Linked DNA regions of Gossypium hirsutum: region 1 is linked to region 2. Evidence: chromatin contacts called from public Hi-C data. All regions are on one chromosome and are shown on one strand. Each heading gives the region's core, a stretch centred on a gene start, on an enhancer-like site or on the middle of the called end of the contact. The rest is flanking DNA. Distances are from core to core; before and after follow the strand shown.

Evidence for each region. Hi-C and Micro-C count contacts between places; a contact is called where the count stands out from the background.
Region 1: a contact with region 2 is called in a Hi-C map of leaf, with 2.8 times the contacts expected there. The contact joins the promoter of LOC107894005 here to the promoter of LOC107894007 in region 2. A contact is called at or near these places in 3 of 34 Hi-C or Micro-C datasets (leaf and seedling).

Annotation. Positions count from the first base shown.
Region 1 is chrA13:14,914,358-14,919,730 of Gossypium_hirsutum_v2.1, forward strand. LOC107894005 reads right to left here and starts at 3,847. Exons shown (of 4, transcript XM_016819175.2): 1 at 3,631-3,847; 2 at 2,997-3,244; 3 at 2,608-2,821; 4 at 2,095-2,500. The coding sequence starts at 3,789. The coding sequence ends at 2,369.
Region 2 is chrA13:14,670,165-14,675,393 of Gossypium_hirsutum_v2.1, forward strand. LOC107894007 (calcium-dependent protein kinase 26) reads right to left here and starts at 2,921. Exons shown (of 9, transcript XM_016819182.2): 1 at 2,580-2,921; 2 at 1,628-2,322; 3 at 1,330-1,473; 4 at 1,083-1,235; 5 at 834-949; 6 at 481-648; 7 at 52-276. The coding sequence starts at 2,270.

The sequences.
Region 1 (5,373 bases), core at 2,597-5,096, 250 kb after region 2:
CTTTAGGCGGAGCTTAAGTTTATAATTTTCAATTTTAGGTTGTCTGTTTATAAAATAATAAAAATACTTTTATATTAAAATTTATATATTTTATAATTAAATTTGAATAAAACTTTTAACAATAAAACAAATCATTTGAACAATTTTTTTAAAAAGCCTAAGTTTTAGTTGAACCCGATTTAGCATATGATCACCTCTAATCAAAGCTAAGATATGAGTATAGACAAACATGTTTTTATTAAGAGCAAGGAACCCGTTAATTATTCTGGGCAAAAAGTTTATATTAATTTTTTAAAGAAAAATTCACATCACCATTTTAATCAGAATAGTTAACGATGTTAATTTTTTAGATTAAATCATGACATCATAAAATAAATGGATTAAATTATATCTAATTAAAATACTGAGACTAAATCTCAATTTTGAGTATAGTATGAGGACCAAAATTAAAATTTAACCAAATCGAAAGCATGAGAATGAAGTTTTGCATACCAAATTATGTTTGACTAGTTTACCCTTTTTATTTCCCTATTCATTGACTTTGAGGGACTCAATCAACAACGCAAAGAAGACCGAGGATTCAAATGGCAATTTTTCAGTTCCCAACAGGATTCCACAAAAAAAGCATATGATGTCTGATATAGAATATTTATTTATAATTTAAAATTATTTTATTTTCAGAATTCCCATAGCAGCCAAGAAGATACAAACCCTTTTTTTTTTTTTTGGCTTTTTCAGTGTTTTTAGGTACTTTAGACGGAGTGGGGGATCAAAGGGAAGATCTGCGTACATGCATTTAGCCAGAATATGCACATGATTTATTTTTGAATTTTCCTTTTCTTTGAAAAAAAAAATTGGACGGGATTCTCAGCCTCTGAAATTATCAATCATATTTTTTAAATTATTCAAATTTAAATTTATAAATTTATCTAAAAATTTATATCTATTTATTATTCAAAAATTATATGAATATTACTATCCAAATCCAAACCCAAATCCAAATTAAATACTTTTAACCATCAGATATTCGGAAAAAAAAACCAAAGTTTCCAATCATTTCAAAAATATCAAAATCTACAAAAATCCCAAAACAAATGGATAATAAATCCAAAACTAGAATTTAAATATTATTTGAATCCACAAAAATCTAGAAGAAAAAATGAGTTCAATATCCATGCGTATTTGAATCCACAATCTCAATTGCCATCCTTTTAACTCTCAATCTTAGTTTTAACAAAGAAGTTGAAAGTAACACAAATCTTTTCCCCGTGACTTGATTGACTAATTATTTTTGAATATTTAGTTAGTAACTTTTGATTTATAAAGTTATTTCTTAAAAATTAGTTAAATCGATTAAACTGTCACAATCCCGTCGCAAAATGCCGACACTATTTGCAACAAAAATTTCTGTTACAGAGTATCACGAGAAATAATATCAAAATTTTGTGATGGTAATGGTGATATTTTCATCAGAAGTCCGTCACTAAAGTCTGTCACCGTAAATAGTTGAGTTCTAAATGTTGCTTTTGTCGTGAATTTGTCACTAGTCTGTCAAGCTATAAATTTCAAATACAGGTGAGAGCAAACCCCCATCAGCAATATTGGCATGAAGAATGAATTTCAAATATGCTTTAAGCCTGATCATTTCAACAATATAAGATTAAGGCCTAGTTTAGGAATTCTTCTCAAAAGTACTTCTGAGAAAAAAAATAAAACACTTTTGGGAGAAGCTAAAATTATCAGTTTCTGGAAAGAATGCTTTTGGGCTAATTTTGGCTTAGGAGAAGCACTTTTTCTCTCAAAAAGCAGTTTGTTTAGGAATGTTTTTGTCCCAAAGAACTTTTGAAAAGCATTCCTAAACTTGCCCTAAGTAGTTATGAATGATGTCCACTTTGCTTGTTGGAAGAGTCATCCAGTTTCAAAAGGTGGCAGGCATTGCCATACCAGGATGCATTTCAATCAGAACAAGATGCAATCAAACTTTAAATGCAAGTCCAGAAAGAACCAAGAAGATTTAATCCTCGAAGCAAGGGAAAGTGATAAAGCAAGAATGCTCCCTCACTTTTGGTAACACAATATTGTCAAAACTGCAGAGAAGGTAAACTATGAAATATATATATAGCATGAAATATATATTAAAGATAACTTCAACCAAATGGGCCTTTTTTTCTTAGAAAAAGTGCCCCTTGGTGCACCATGCATACACATGACCAAATGTACCTCATCTGGAAGGGTGGTGCTTTTGTTTTCTAGCACTACAGCCTAGGTGCACACCTTAACAATATTGATCATACATGTATCAGTTAGGCATTGCTACGGCTGCTGTATAATTTTAGAGGAAAACTCACGAACCTTCTCAATTTGAAAACTACAGCCCACAAGCAAAAACTACATCTGATCTGAAAACATACTTGATACCCTTGGAGACATTTCGAGCTTCATGCAGCATACATTTGTCACCATGAATGTGTAGGAGAGCCATTCCTTCAGCGGGAGCAACCTACAGAGTTAATATTACATAAATAAAGGGTATCCCATACCGAGCCATATACCTAATCCAATAGGAACTCAAAAAGACAAAAGTAACATGAAAGGGAAGAAATTTGCCTCTGCTACAATTTCGTTCCATGAATCATAGAAGACAGTTTCTCCTCCAACTAGAGGCTCTGATGCAGAATCCTTCAGGTTGCTCAAGTCACTTTTGCCTTCCGTTTCGGGACCACCGATTAAATATATTAATAAAGTATAATGGGTGCGCTTTTCCTCTCCAAGATCAACACTTCCATCAAAATGCCGTCCAAAGCGCTGGCCAACCTTATACCTGAAGTAGAATATTAATTGAATAAAGTGAAAATCAAAGTTCAGGCTTCAATATACACTACAAAGCATATTATTCAGCCTTCAATACACACATCATAACCTTTTATAGTCCAACCAAAGTTACATTTACTCAGATAAAAGTAAACATGGGTTTAATGGGGGGAAAATAAAGGTACCTGTAAAATCTAATATTGGGATTCAACCCAACCGCAACCTTCCCCCTAATCTTAATATCAGAGAATAATAGGCTAAGTCCAGACTGCCATATAGTATCAGCAAGTTTAGGATCATAAACAGATAACCGATCATTGTCTCGGTATGCTTCACCTTTAGTTGGACCAAGACTTCCTTGGTGCTCAAAACCAATTAACTCAGCAGTCTTAATAAATGCCTTTGACTCTGCAGATGTGAAGAAATTCTGCACCTGAAAGAATCAATACCATCCACGAATTTCAACAAGATCATTATCCATTGGAGAGTAACTTATATGAACCTGAATTCAAGAGAAAAAACTTTAATGCTTTATAAACATACAAATCATACTGTTAGCAAGTGTAATTTCCACATTAACCAATTACAAAAGTTTGTAATATTATGACTAATTGCACAATTAGAACAATACCCAATTAGGCAAAGTACTACAACTTTTATAATGTTTCTGGGTAACACTAGAGCTGATGGAAAGGTAATATTAAAGGGTTGTTTTTAGAATAGTCCTAGAATTTCACTACCTATATAAGGCACTAGAAAAAAGGAGATAATTTTATTTTTAAAGAAAAAAAAAGAAAGCGAAATTCAAGAGAAACGTACGGTGAAGAGATCATTGTCTTGAAGGCGGGTAATGTGGAGATCGGGTTTGGATTTAAGAGAAGGCCACTTTGCCACTGCTGTTGCTTTCTTGTTATCAGCTGATGTTATGGTTCTGCTTCTGTCCACCATTTTTCTCTTCCTTGTTCCTGCCTCCGCCATTGAAGCAGAAACTGTTCTTGACCATGTTTTCTAATGTAATACCCAATAAAATAATACTATTTGGATCTTGCCCAATCGATAATCCTATATTTAGTCCGCCATCACATGGCCCAATCTTATAAGAGATATTTCTAACTAAACACATGTTCAAAAAACCAAGGTTTTTTAGATTCGATGGGTCAAAGATCAAATCTTACCCCTTTTATTTTTATTTTTTTTAAGACTTAGATGTCATGGATACTTATTTAGTAGAATATTGTATAACATCTGGCTTCTCTAACCAAACATAAATGAAAAAGTCCCTCTTATGCATATGTAAACATGGTATAGGGTTAAATGAATTATAGCAAGTGGATCGATACCAAACGGATGTATGAAATTAAAGTCTATATATCTAGTAGATCCATATAGGAGATAATATAAAGAGGATAATTTTAGATCAAAGTAATTTGATAAATTCCTTCTAAAAGTTCATATCAAAATAGTACTAGTTGATGAGAGTTACTTCAGAAACAAAAAAAGTAAAGTCAATTTTTTTTTGTTATTCTCTCAATTTCAATAAAATGCAACTAGATCTAGTATGTATAAGTTGGCGATCATAATCTATATGGATAGAATTTATAGTGGGATCTCGAAAAACAAGTAATTTTTGCTAGGCCTTTATTCTTTTTCTTGGTTCATTAAGGTTTTTATTTGTTGAAACTTCTAGTTATCTTAGTAGGAATTTGATATCTTTATTTCCATCTCAGCAAATAGTTTTTTTTCCACAAGGAATCGTGATGTCTTTCTATAGGATCGTAGGCCTCTTTATTAGTTCCTATTTGTGGTGCACGATTTTTTGGAATGTAGGCAGTGGTTATGATTGATTCGATAGAAAAGAGGGAATACTATATATTTTTCGTTGGGGTTTTCCTAGAACAAAATTGTCGCATCTTTCTACGATTCCTTATGAAAGTTATTCAGTCCATCAGGATAGAAGTTAAAGAGGGTATTTACGCTCGTCGTGTCCTTTATATGGAAATTAGAGGCCAGTGGACCGTTCCCTTGACTCATACTGATGAGAATTTGACTTCGCGCGAAATTGAACAAAAAGCTGCTAAATTGGCCTATTTTTTACATGTACCGATTGAAGTCTTTTGAAATGTACATTTACTATCTAAATATGAGTATGCTCTTCGCTTCGGAAAAAATATTTATCAATTCACTCAGTTATAAGTTAATATCAAAATTTTTAAAAATATACCATAATTTGGTATACTTTCGTATATATTTTTTAAATTTGTTTAATTTTTTGAATATGTATTTGAAATTTTAAGTTTTTTTTTTAGAATAATTAAAGACGAAAACATGTGATATTCCCCTATTTGTCTAGGTATTATATCTTAATTTAGCCATTTCACCCAATTGTTTAAAAATTAAGTGTTAATCATAGAGATTAATTAATTTAGCCATTTCACCCAATTGTTTAAAAATTAAGTGTTAATCATAGAGATTAATTTGTGTAACAAATGTCAACCTTAAGAGCCAATGTGATAAAAAAACTCCAGCTCAAGTTGAGAAAAGTTACGAAATTTAAGGCGGATT
Region 2 (5,229 bases), core at 1,671-4,170:
AAGAAATCAACTAATGTAATGACCCGAACATCAAGGTACAAAATGACTTACGTTATCTTGATCGACTTCTTGGATTATATCCTCAAGTAAAACATTTTTCATGTTAAGCTCGGCACAAGCTTGTTTAAGCTCACCAATTGTAATATAGCCACTTTTATCCTTATCAAAGTACTGGAATGCTGCAACGAGATGCTCCTTGCGCTCTAGCTTATTAAGGTGAATTGTTGCAGCTATAAATTCACCGTAATCGATGGTCCCGCTATTGCTCACATCAGCCTGACCACACAAATAACATTATAAGCATAACAGCCACATAATTGTGCAAAAAGAGAATTTCGAGGGGAAACAACTGCTGCATCTCTCGCAAATTCAAGCAAACATGTAACCGGGCATTTAGACCAAAGGAAGAAGAAGCAATATGAAACAAAAGCTTGAAAAATGAAACAATTATTTAGATATCTGCTTCATAAACAAACTTACTGCATTCATAAGGTCCTGAATCTCTGTATCTTTCAAGGTGGCACCATATCTTTGCAAACCGGCTTTGAGTTCATCAAATGTGATAGCACCGCTCTTACCAGTATCCATAGCTGTAAATATTTCTCGCAAACCAGCAATCTCCTCCTCAGAGAGGCTTTCAGCTATTACCTGATAGCACAAAAGGGCAGAGCTTTATCTGTCACAAATGAGTCTGATTGCATTAACTATAAAAGGAGCATGCTTAAGGCCATCATGAAATTCCATAGTTGTTAAGACAGAACTCTAAACATAGAGTACGTAACACACACATACAGATTCTTCATCATATTACACATAAATCTTGAGAATCTTACCCGTAAAGCCATCTTCTTTAATTTATTCATTGCCGAGAATTGCTTGAGGCGAGAAAGTATTGCCGGATCCAGTGCCTTATCCGGGGCAACCCCATTTTTACAAATCCAAGGATGACCTAAATGATTCAAAAAGAAATGGAGAAGGTGCATAAATATAATAAATAATAGTACTTATTGCTTTGTATCAAGGTTCAGAACATTCATGACCATCAAACAGATAATAATAGAGAGCTACTATGCATGACATACATAATACTTCATGAGCTGTCAACCGTTCTGAAGGGTGAATGCACAACATCTTCCGGATTAGATCCTTTGCGCTATCGGATATTAGGGGCCATGGGTAAGAGCTGAAGTCAATATGTCCTTTTAGCACAGCAGCGAAGATTCCTTGTATTGTTTCTGAAGTACATACAGAGTGGTAGGTCCGTAAGTATATTAGACATATAACTACTTGAAAAGTGATCCCCATGCAGAGTCGAAATATAAAAATTACCTGCCCAAAACGGTGGCAAGCCACATAGCAATATATAGAGTATAACTCCTGCAGACCATATGTCTGCTTCAGGTCCATAATGTTTGAGGAGTACTTCAGGAGCGACATAATACGGGCTTCCAACAACATCACTAAAGATTTCCCCTGAAGGAGTAAAGCACACGTTAAGTTAAACAGCTTGAATTTCGAAATGACATTGGTTTTATTACAAACTAAATGTTATCTCTTTTACTACTTGGTGTATGCTCCAGCTACTTAAGTTGCTTCAAATTCAGTAAAAGTTAAGAACATTCGATACCAGGTTTAAAGAAGGCCGAGAGTCCAAAATCAATTGCCTTGAGTGAGAAATCATCATCCTTGTTAACCAACAAGAAATTCTCAGGCTTCAAGTCTCTATGCATAACCCCGAGTGAATGGCAAACCTCAATAACACCAACAATAATCTTAGTCAACTCAGCTGCCTTCCTCTCACTGTAATGCCCTCTCTGGATAATTCTATCGAACAGTTCGCCTCCGGAGCAAAACTCCATTACGATATACACATATAAAGTATCCTCATAAGCGCCTTTAATCGACACGATATTCTTATGACCAGCCAAATGATGCATAATCTGAATCTCCCTCCTAACATCCTCCACATCCTCCTTGCGAATCAACTTCCTTTTCGATATTGACTTACAAGCATATTCAATCCCGGTCGAAATATCGGTACATAAGTAAGTAATCCCAAACTGTCCTTGTCCTAATTTGCGGCCAAAAGTGTAAAGCTCATGGATATTAGGGGTCTTACGGCCTAAAACAAAATGAGCTTGGTGATCAAAGGCTCTTCTCATGGTGTTAGCTCTGGGGCTGATGGATGGAGCCAAATTGGTACCAGTGGTGGTATTGTAGCCCTGAAAATGATTATTACCCTTGAAAGATCTAAGGCATGTATTTCCCATGAAAACAATCACAGTAGTATTTTCCTCATCCAGTTATATCTCAAATATTACACTGAAAAAAAGAAAATAATAATGTAAATTTCCATGCAGAAACCAAAAACCTAAGCATCAAAAGAATCCCATATCAGATAAGAAAGAAAAAAAACCATAGCTATCAAAGATGTAAACATACATAAACAATATCAAAGCCATAAATATCAAAGAAACTAAGCCAAGCCCAAAAATCCACCAAAAACGAATAAAATTTTCATATGAAAACATGCATAATAGTATCAAGATAACAATAAAAATAGAGGAAGATCAAAGTACCAGTTTCAAATTAAAAAAATGAAGAAAGGCAAAATGAAATAGGAGAGAGTCTAACAAGGAAATTGCTAAAGTGGATGAATATATTTAAATCCTAAACTCATCCATGTTAGTGGGTTCTTTTTTTTTTTCTGTACATTTTGCTCTTTTTTTTTAATTTATTTTTTTTTGCTGTTGCTTACTGCTTAGATACATAGAATAAGAATATGAAGTGCTTCATAAGCTAACTATTTCTTCCCCTTTTTCCTCCCTCTTTGTTTTGAAAAATAACTTTTTTTCTTCTTCTTACAAACATCCATGGATTAAAATCTTGTGTAATGAAAGTAACCAGCATTTGGTTTCCTCTTTTTTTTTTTCTGCTACAAATATTTTGGATTAATAGCATTAAAAATTCTAAAAATTTGTGTTAAATCTCAACGGAACTCATGAGTTAAATTGTAAAAATACGTATAGTTATTCTATAAACCTTAAAAAGTTTTTTCCTATGTTTGTCTTTTATATATCCACATGTATATATATTTACAATTTAATTTAAATATTTTAAAAATATTCTACATCTATAAAATAATATTATTTCAAAATTTGGAACTAATTTAAAATTTAGATGATAATTGAAACTGTTTGGTATTGTTAACTCAAAATTTTGACTTTAAGTGAATTTAAAAATATTTGTTTTCCTTAATATTTCTTAATATCAAGTAATAACATTAAGCCTCAAGCAAATTTGAGTTGGAAATAGATGAAACCCCTAAACAAAGACTTGAACTGGATACCGTTTTTAGAAGATAATAGAACACCTGGCGGATTCAAGGTTTGACCTCTCTCAGATTGGTCCGTGTGATATTCAAGGGAGTAAAACATCAGGCAGGTCTACGACATGTTTTGCCCAATTATGAAAAACAAAACGCTTAATACATCTTTTAGTCCTTAAAACATACCATTTTCTCAATTTAGTCTTTTTTTTCCTGATCTAGCTTTATGTTCTTTTTTACGTAAAAAAGACTGGTTGAGGTTTTCATCTACTATCTTTTTGCTAAGTGAGAGATGGTGATGTCACAATAATGCTATTATATGAATATTTTAAAAAAGCTTAAAAAAGAAAAATATAAACAAGAAAAATTATTAAAAAAAAGTTATAAAGATAAAAATTAAAAAGTATAAAAAAACCCTTAAAAACTGCCCATTTTGGCTCCTTAGCCCAATATTGAGCTTGAATTCTAGGTTCAAATTGGGCTTTTGATACACTCAGAGCGATCAGCCTGTGAAGCCGAACCCAACAGTCAACGCTTGCGCCGATGTTGTTGTGGCTCCGTCTTTTGGTTCTGTTGATTCACAAGCCGTGATGTTTTAGGCAGTGCGGGTGTAGATGTTGGCACATCTTATTCCACATCTAAGGGCTAAGGCAGATTGTGTTTTACTTTATGAGATTGACCATTTTTTTAACTGAGAATATTATTTGAGTTAATTCACAAACAAAATTTATAAATATGATAAAAGATCAATATTTGATATTGTTAGAATTGTGTGACTCAAATTTCTGTTAGATAAAATAAGAGATTATTTGCAAGTCAAGTTAAACAAAATATATTTTTTATTTTTAGAAGATTTAGTATTTATTAATATAATATATTTAGCATTTATTATTTGACCTACGAATTTAATATATAAATATGCTATTTTACAACCTTAGAAAAAACACCTATTAAATATTACAACTCATAATACTTTTGAAGAATTTTGTGTTTACGTTTTGAAGGTTTATTCATTTTTCAGGTTTCGGGGTTTAGTTTTTATCTCCATCTTTTGTACTCTTCGTTCTTTTTCAATTATAGTAAAATTATCTTTGCCTGTGGGTTTTTTTTTCCTCTTTGGACGGGTTTTTCCATGTTAAATTTGTGTATTCAATTTCTCAATTTCTTCTACTAATTTTACTTATTTGTTACTTAATCGAGTCGATCCCCAACAAGTGGTATTAGAGTTAGTTCAATTTTCGTAGATCAGCCCATTCAGAAATGGTAGTTGATGGTCACTAAACTAACTATAATTACGACAAAGGCAAGCGCACCTATTGAACAATAGTATAGATATGGTGAGTAGGGAATATCGTATCCACAAGGACTAAAAGTACTAGTAATTACCATTTTTCTATTATTTAATCGATAAATTGAAGCGATTGTTTTTAATCTAAATTTACTAATCTAATTTAACTACGAATGCAACTGTAACACCCTTAACCCGTATCAAACTCCGGAATAGAGTTATGGAGCATTATTGGACTTATAATCGAACAAACAGACATTTTATGTTCATCTCACATTCAAATAAAAAACCATTCATAATCAATCATAAAGTCCCTTAAATGAGTCATCGAGGCCCAAAATAAAGATTAGAATCAAGTCGGGACTAAACCAGAAGCTCGGAGAATTTTTCGAGAAATCACAAAATTCCTTCTAAATGCAGGGGACACAAGCCCGTGTGGCCAGGCTGTGTGGCTCACATGGCCAAGTTATACACCCGTGTCTCAGGCTATGTGGGCATTTGATGTGAGGCACACGACTGTGTTCCAGCCCGTGCCCATACCCATGTAACTCTCTGACTTGGGTCACATGGCCAAGCCACGCGCCCGTGTGCTAGGCCATGTGAACAATTGAAT